2 separate regions of the Danio rerio genome follow, and region 2 is linked to region 1. The links are chromatin contacts, called in public Micro-C maps. All regions are on one chromosome and are shown on one strand. The core of a region is the stretch at or near the end of the contact, and the rest is flanking DNA. Distances in the headings are between cores, read along the strand shown.

Region 1 (3,664 bases), core at 521-3,020:
TTATTAGATTTTCACTGACAGCCCAAATTTAGCCTTATTTTAGCCAGGCGTCTACGTTTAGATGTCAGGTTGAATCAGGCACTCACTGAGAGAATGTTTTCATTATTCTGAATGCATCAAAGAAAAGGAGAGGGGATTGTTTCAATGGACAATGATTTTACATGACTGATAAGATAAAAAGTACAAAAAGTAGCAAACGATTTCTTTAAACTTTCAGTAATCTGTAAATACGGCATAGCTCTGGGGTCAGGAAGTTCTCAGATAATAGATAACCTTTTCTATTAAGGAATTTTTTTTATTTATTTAAAATAAATTTTTTAATAGTTTGTTTTTTTTTTTAAGGAAAATTAAGGTTATACCAGCCTGATCTCATGAGGAGACGTATGTTTTATCAGTTTAGTGGGTTAGAGTTTAGAGTTCAGTCATATGAAAATTTACTATTTTAAAAAGTAGGCGAGGCACCAAACCCCTAAACCCAATCGTTATTGGGGGATAAGCAAAACGTATTAAATTGTACGAAGGATATCGTAGGAATTCATACGAATTAGCCTCTAAATCAAAAAGTTACAAATGGCAATGAGATTGTGTTAGTTATACAGTGCATTGTTAATAGCACAGCTTCCCTTAAAACAATAATAATAATTAAAAGTTCTGAAAGAGCCTCAAGCCTTAGCAAAGGTTATGAAAAGAAAAACAAAAGTAATACAAAAGTAATGTATTGCATTACTTACCATAAAACTAGAGAATGCAACTAGTTACTTTTTGGGGGAGTAACTCAATATTGTAATACATTACTTTCAAAAGTAACTTTCCCCAACACTGTCATCAGGGGCAGACTTAGCCAATAAGCAAGGTAAGCAGCCACTTAGAGCCCTGGGAAATTAGGGGGCCCCAACAAATGCCAAAAATTGCCTAAATTAATCATATAGGTAGTTTATAAATGTTCTATCATATGTTGTAAAATCTGTATATAACTGTTAAGATTTTAACGTTATTACTTCCTTTCAAAACCAGGGGCCTTATGAATCGTGGAACAATACTTACGTACTGCACATGCAAATATTAAAATCTAATCATATATACGGCTAACTAACCGTACAAAATAAGTTTGTGAACTTGTTTTTTTATTTGTGAATTTTTTGTATTTCATTTTTACATTTAGAAGATAATGGTTTCACTTAAAATATATTGTAACATGCAGTTTATTATATATCTATAAAGAAGAAAATGTTTTGAGTTTCAGTGCTTGGGCACCATACCTGGAATTGCTTAGGGCCCCCAAAAGTAGGAATTAGAAATAAGTCAGAGGTTACAGGTTTGTAGCTTTCTTCAAAATAACTTTTTTTTTTATTTAACAGAATAAAAAAGGCTGAAACAACCAAAGGTGAGTAACTGATTACAGAATTTTCTTTTTTGGTGAACTATGTCTTTATAGTGTTTTATTTGAATATAACGTAATGAAGCAGAGAACAAATGTAACATTAATAACAGTCCAATAAATAATTATATTTGCCTTACCAAGGTGTTCCTTTAAAACAGACACATCTAAGACACTTCTCCTGTACTTCTCTGTAAGTCCATCATCTATATGAGGGTGGGAAACAGAAACATGTAAGTCAAAAACCAACTCCTATTTTGTGTATAAAAATGTTATAGTATAACAAAAGCACCCTTTTCTGGCGTGCTTTTTTTAGTCTTTTCTTTTTTGCTGCCTCCTTTTCCTTTCTTCTTTGGCGGCATGATGTAAAAATCCTACTAGTCCTGCATCTTTCGGACGGAGGGAAAAGTTAATTGTATTGTGTACACAAAACCGCCTGGCAGCACGTAGGCGTGGTCAGTGATCTTAGCCAATCGCCTGTCCCGAATACTGATTACTGTTGTTCTACGTAACCACATTACACCACGTTACAGGCTGGTTGCCTTGGAGTGTGTGTAGTCGTTAAACCGCGCTGTGTGTGTTGTTTTATGGACAATAAAGTCTTCCTGTGCAGTTCTGAATCGCTTGAATTGTTTAAAAACAACCTCATATTACTTCTGGAATGGAAATGTGTCGTTTTAATAAACGGAAATGATACGAGATGAGCAAATGAACATCCCTGTGAACAAAAATAAAACGCTTCATCTCACAATTTATTGACTGTTTGAACAAAAATGCATAATTCATCTCGTTAGACCACAGACGGCGACTACGTAGCTCATGAATATTAACTACGCCATGCTTTCATTGCTTGGTAACCGTCCTACTGCTCCTATTTCGTGATCTAATTAATATTAATAAGCCACGCCTTTTACCATAGTAGGATTCGTACATTCGCATGAGGAGCAGGAAAGTAGGCGGAGACAAGGCGAGACATGAAAGAGGGCGAGGTTTTACAGGCGGAACAGGAAGAGCAGTCACACGAGCATAGGAGGGGGAGAAAGGGAGAAAGGCGGCGTTAACCCTAATATGTCTGTTTAGTACGAGATACAATTTTACCATACAGCATTTATTTTCAAATGGAGAAGGTGATTGTGAGGAAACACGTTTTTTTTTCCGTTCCTTTACAGGTTTTGCTGGGAAGCCCTCGTGTCTTGTCAGGCCGAACTTCCCGTTGCAAAAGTAATGATGGGAAGTTCAATTCATTTACGCGAATCGGCTCTTTAGAACAAGGCCTCATTAAGAACCGATTCTATTCTACAATTTTTTTAAACTTCGTTTTATATATATATATATATATATATATATATATATATATATATATATATATATATATATATATATATATATATAAAACATAATACCAAATTAAAAGTATAATCATAAAGTATCAATTGATAAATTAGATTATAATATGTTATAAAAGAAAAAATCATTAGAATAAATTAATAAATGAGGACATTGGCTAAATAATTGACTAGGTTTTTAAATCAGTAGAAAATAAAGTAAATTAGAAGTAAGAATTAGTAATAGTATCTTATTAGGAGGTAGTTATTTTATAATGTTTCAGACCCATATATATAATCTTTTTCAGAATATGAATTGGGTTTTCATACAAAAAACTATATAAATGCCTTTAAATTTAGAAATTGAAACCCTTTGAAATGGTATGATTAAGTTTGGGGCTACGTGGCATTTAAAATACTTAAAACTCCAGCATTAAAACATACTAAGTGAAGTTTACATCTCAAACAGCTTCAGTCCGGCGGTGTGAACCGATTCGATCAATTGAAAAGATCCGACTCATAAGAACGAATCGGACATCACTCTACAGAAGCGCACAGATAGAGAAAGAGAGCTGCAGGAAAAGGGAACATCACGCACGGGGTGTCGATGTGAAAGCAGTTGTTCTACCACGTCCAGACACCCATCAAAACTTATTTTTACGCGTTATTTTTAAACGGGTTCCGCCGCCCTCCCCGAGCGTTTTTAAACACAGCGTCAAACGGCGGTTTGCTGCACGGGGGATTTAATGGGAGTCTTGCATCGGTAAAGCGCTTCTCCCCCCCTTGACGGACCCTCGCTCGAACCGAACCGGACTCGGGCGCTGTCCTCACCGGGGGGTATCCGATCCCAGTTATATTTTGACTGCGAAAACAACACTCCGGAGTCCGAATATGGCAGGAAATCTGAAGAAAGGTGGGGGGCTTATTGGCATGATGAAGGACGCTTTTCAGCCTCACCATC
Region 2 (3,664 bases), core at 690-3,189, 150 kb after region 1:
CTTGTAAAACTCACATTTACATTTGATGATGATTGATGATCACAGAGAGCTGAATAGATCTTTAATCCTAGTTGCTTTGTGCACGGCCTGTCTTGTTGATATGATTATACGTGTTACTATGGAGACATTTTAATACGCAGCTGACAATCAATTTGTGGGTGAGGAAAAACCACACTTCTACGTCATGTCGGCCTCAATATGGGAGAGATTTTGATCCTATTTTAATGCCAGGAAATTAAAAAAAATAAACTTATTGTCATTATATGACTTAAATATGACTGTGGACACACTTTACCTACAAGCAGTTCTGTCCAAACGGCTTACAAAAATATTTTTTATTATAGATGCCCTTTAAATCTAGTGTATAAAAGAGTGGTTAGAAATTGTAAACAACATTTATGTAATGGAAAAAAAATTTTTTTTTCCCTTTCACCTTCAAATGAATGTATTTAGAAATATCTGAACCAAATGGACTGAATATGTAGGGTTACTCTATCTAGATTTTGTAGAAGCATAAAATAATTACTGCTTGGTTTTAATCTGCCAGGTACATATTGTCTAATTTTATAACTAAACTTTCTCTCAGTCTCCTCTCCATACTAAGAACAAAGATTTGATATTATTTAATAGGGCTGCACAACATATCATTTCAGCATCGATATTGCAATGTGATCATTTGTAATAGTCACATCGCAGGATGTGCAATGTTAAGTTTGTATTAGAAAATGTCATTTGCATGTGTTTTTGAGTGCTGTGACTCTATAACGATTTTAAAAGCACCCAGGCATAAGAAATTTTACCGTTTGTAACTTTTTTAACTTATTTTAATTTTTATTATTCAATTACTGTATGTGACTATTGTTAGACTTGGAAAACGATAAAACACTGTTTATTTTAATTTAATATATTTCTTTATTAAATTTATAGATTTTTTATTAGATTTAATGCAGATGCACTTCCACTGCGGAACCATCCCAAATAATTTTTTTCCAAGTCATCTGGTGGAAATGTACTGATATTGCAATATATATTGCAAAATAACAATATATCGCTATGTTAGATTATTCCAATATCGTGCAGCACTATTATTTAATACAAAGTTTGCCAATTAGGTGTATATTTGACCCTCCCTGAATTGTGTAAATTTTGTTATTTAAATTGTTTACATTCTTATTTTATCATTATTGTTATTATTGATTTTGTTTACTTTATTTTTTACATTGTGTATTTTTAACTTTCGATGTTATGTAAAAAAGTGAAATGATTGACAGTGGAAAACATCTACTTTACGCTTAAATGCATTGCTTATGCTGCTACAGAATTTTTTTATTTTATTTTTTAATCTAGTATAAATATACTAAGAGAAATACATTTCCATTTAAAATATTCTATTATTATTTTCGCATATTACCTTTTTAATCGAATATTGCTCTATCCATAGGAACTTATACCATTGTTTTCTCTATATGAATTAAAGATTTTTTTTCAGTCCACATTAAGACCAAAGTCATTTTGAAAATGTCTACGCTCATTCCTCTTGTCTTAAAGTCATTATTTAGGCTACATCAACAATTATGCAACGAAAAGCTATTTTCCATGCGTCAAACGCCTAAAATGCCTAGTGAGGTTTATATTGTGGAATATCTCCATCTTAAACAAACGCCAAACCCCTGAAACCAAAAACTAACCAACAAATAAAGCAGTGATTTAATCAACAGAAAATACATTGAAACTTGCAAAGATGTTTTTGTTTGACTGTCAGTGACAAATGATTATTGTTTTCAGCCTTCAAATTCTCCAGGAAAAACTATTGTTTGTGTAATCAGATCGTGTCCAAAGTGCACTAAGTCAAAGTCCCTATGTATTGTCTTTGGCTAAGTGCAGCCGTGTGTCTGCGCAGCCCGAGCGCCTAGTTGATCCCCTTCATGTATGTTTTTTTGCAAAGCGGAAACAACAGGACCCAGACAAACCGAGAAGCTTTCGATTATCTCGATTAATAACAGAAAGAAAGAAACATCTGAGCTTGTCGTCGCCTCGGAGCTTCACAAAACAAACCGGGTAACTGAATTACACAATGTACACAATGGACTCGTTCTCGGGGTGTACAGATTTATACAACAAGCCAGCACGACGCTGTTTCGATTTTCAAACGTAAACATCCGCCGAGCAGCATCGTCCATGTGTTAGCAGCAACTTCATGATGCTAACCGTGTTTATGAAGACTGTACCTGTCCAAAACAGATGATATGGGATTTCTAACTAATCCTCGGTTATAGTACGACCGGAATGTCTTTGTTTTGAATCTTCCAAGACGGCAGGTTATGATACGAAAGAGTTAGCACGCGAGCTAACTCGGCTAACGTTATCAAAGCTGCGTGATTGTGTAGCCACTAAACTGAACTGTCGTTTGACACCACGAACAACACGACAGATGATATACAGTTCATCTCAGCGAACTGAAGTGGCATTTTACGAGCGGACATGCTTATTATGGGTGTGCTGAACATTGTGTTTAGTACAGTGGGAAAATGTGTAGATGTCATTTGCCTCCTTCTGGATCTAAACTTCGTGATCGTCAGCTCATTGATTCAGCTGTTGGTTTCAGTGCTCTCCTTCATCAATAGTCTGCCCATGCTCCTCACAAACTCGGTGTTTGAGTGCTGGAACCTCACTCTGCTGTGCATCATCACCATGAGGGACGGAGTGACCGTCGTGACCCATAACATGGTCGGAGGCTGGACTCAGCTGCTTGGAGGTGTGTTGGAGAGCTTCAAGATCATCGGATACCTGTCTTCACATCTACTGCTACGCACCAAAGAGCTCCTTCACCGTGGCCTGCTGTCCGGACACGGTTTGCTTCGACAGGCTTGGGAAGGCTTTGGGATTTTATTCAGCCTGCTGCTGTATTTTATCAACACCATAGTCAACCTGCTCCTCATAGGCACTCAGAACTTATACTCGCTGTTGGTGAGCACTGTGGAAGCGGTGTCATGTCCTCTGCAGAAAGCTCTAGAGCTGGCGTTAACCGTGCTGACCTTTCTTTACAGCAGTCTCGTTGGCACCTCCATCCTGTTGTGGACACCATGCAGACTAGCGATGGAGTTTTTGGGATCAGCGTGTCACATTTTTGTGAGCATATTTTTGCTCAATTCCTACGGGCTGCTTCTCACGTTGGTGATCATCACCGGTGCGACTGTGTATCTGAACCCTGCGCTTCCACGACAAGTATCTCTGCGCATGATCACCTATGTTAACACTGTACCTATTTTACGCCGACTCCAAATGGTTCTACAGCGACTCTATGTGCTGGAGAGGAATGTTTGGCAGCGATTAGCATGGCATCGCAGCCGGATTGGCCTCTTAGTAGCTGCAGAAAGAGATATTGGTCAAGCTGAGCCCAATATTGAGCCACAAGTTGAGCTAAATGTACCAAACCAGGAGGTGGAAGATGTTCCCGAAGACGCCCCCCAGCCTGACATTCCACTTCCCAGTTCCAGCGCTCACAGACCACTCCGAAAGTTTCCATCTGAGGACAGCTGCAGAGGCCCGCCAACAGACAACCTTCTCAATCTCCTGCAGGAGCAAGAGGAGAGGAAAAAGTGTGTGATTTGTCAGGACAGCACTAAAACTGTTGTGCTCTTGCCGTGCCGTCACTTGTGTTTGT

Evidence for each region. Hi-C and Micro-C count contacts between places; a contact is called where the count stands out from the background.
Region 2: a Micro-C map of caudal fin shows a contact between it and region 1, with 4 times the contacts expected there. The contact joins the promoter of rnf26 here to the promoter of drc12 in region 1. A contact is called at or near these places in 3 of 18 Hi-C or Micro-C datasets (caudal fin, hematopoietic stem cells and an unstated tissue).

The regions. Positions count from the first base shown.
Region 1 is chr15:25,671,416-25,675,079 of GRCz12tu, forward strand. It overlaps drc12 (dynein regulatory complex subunit 12 homolog), which reads right to left and starts at 1,771. Exons shown (of 6, transcript NM_001111210.1): 1 at 1,671-1,771; 2 at 1,519-1,584. The coding sequence starts at 1,740. It overlaps cbl (Cbl proto-oncogene, E3 ubiquitin protein ligase), which reads left to right and starts at 3,313. Exons shown (of 16, transcript NM_001007330.1): 1 at 3,313-3,664. The coding sequence starts at 3,595.
Region 2 is chr15:25,821,321-25,824,984 of GRCz12tu, forward strand. rnf26 (ring finger protein 26) reads left to right here and starts at 1,940. Exons shown (of 1, transcript XM_005157594.5): 1 at 1,940-3,664. The coding sequence starts at 2,482.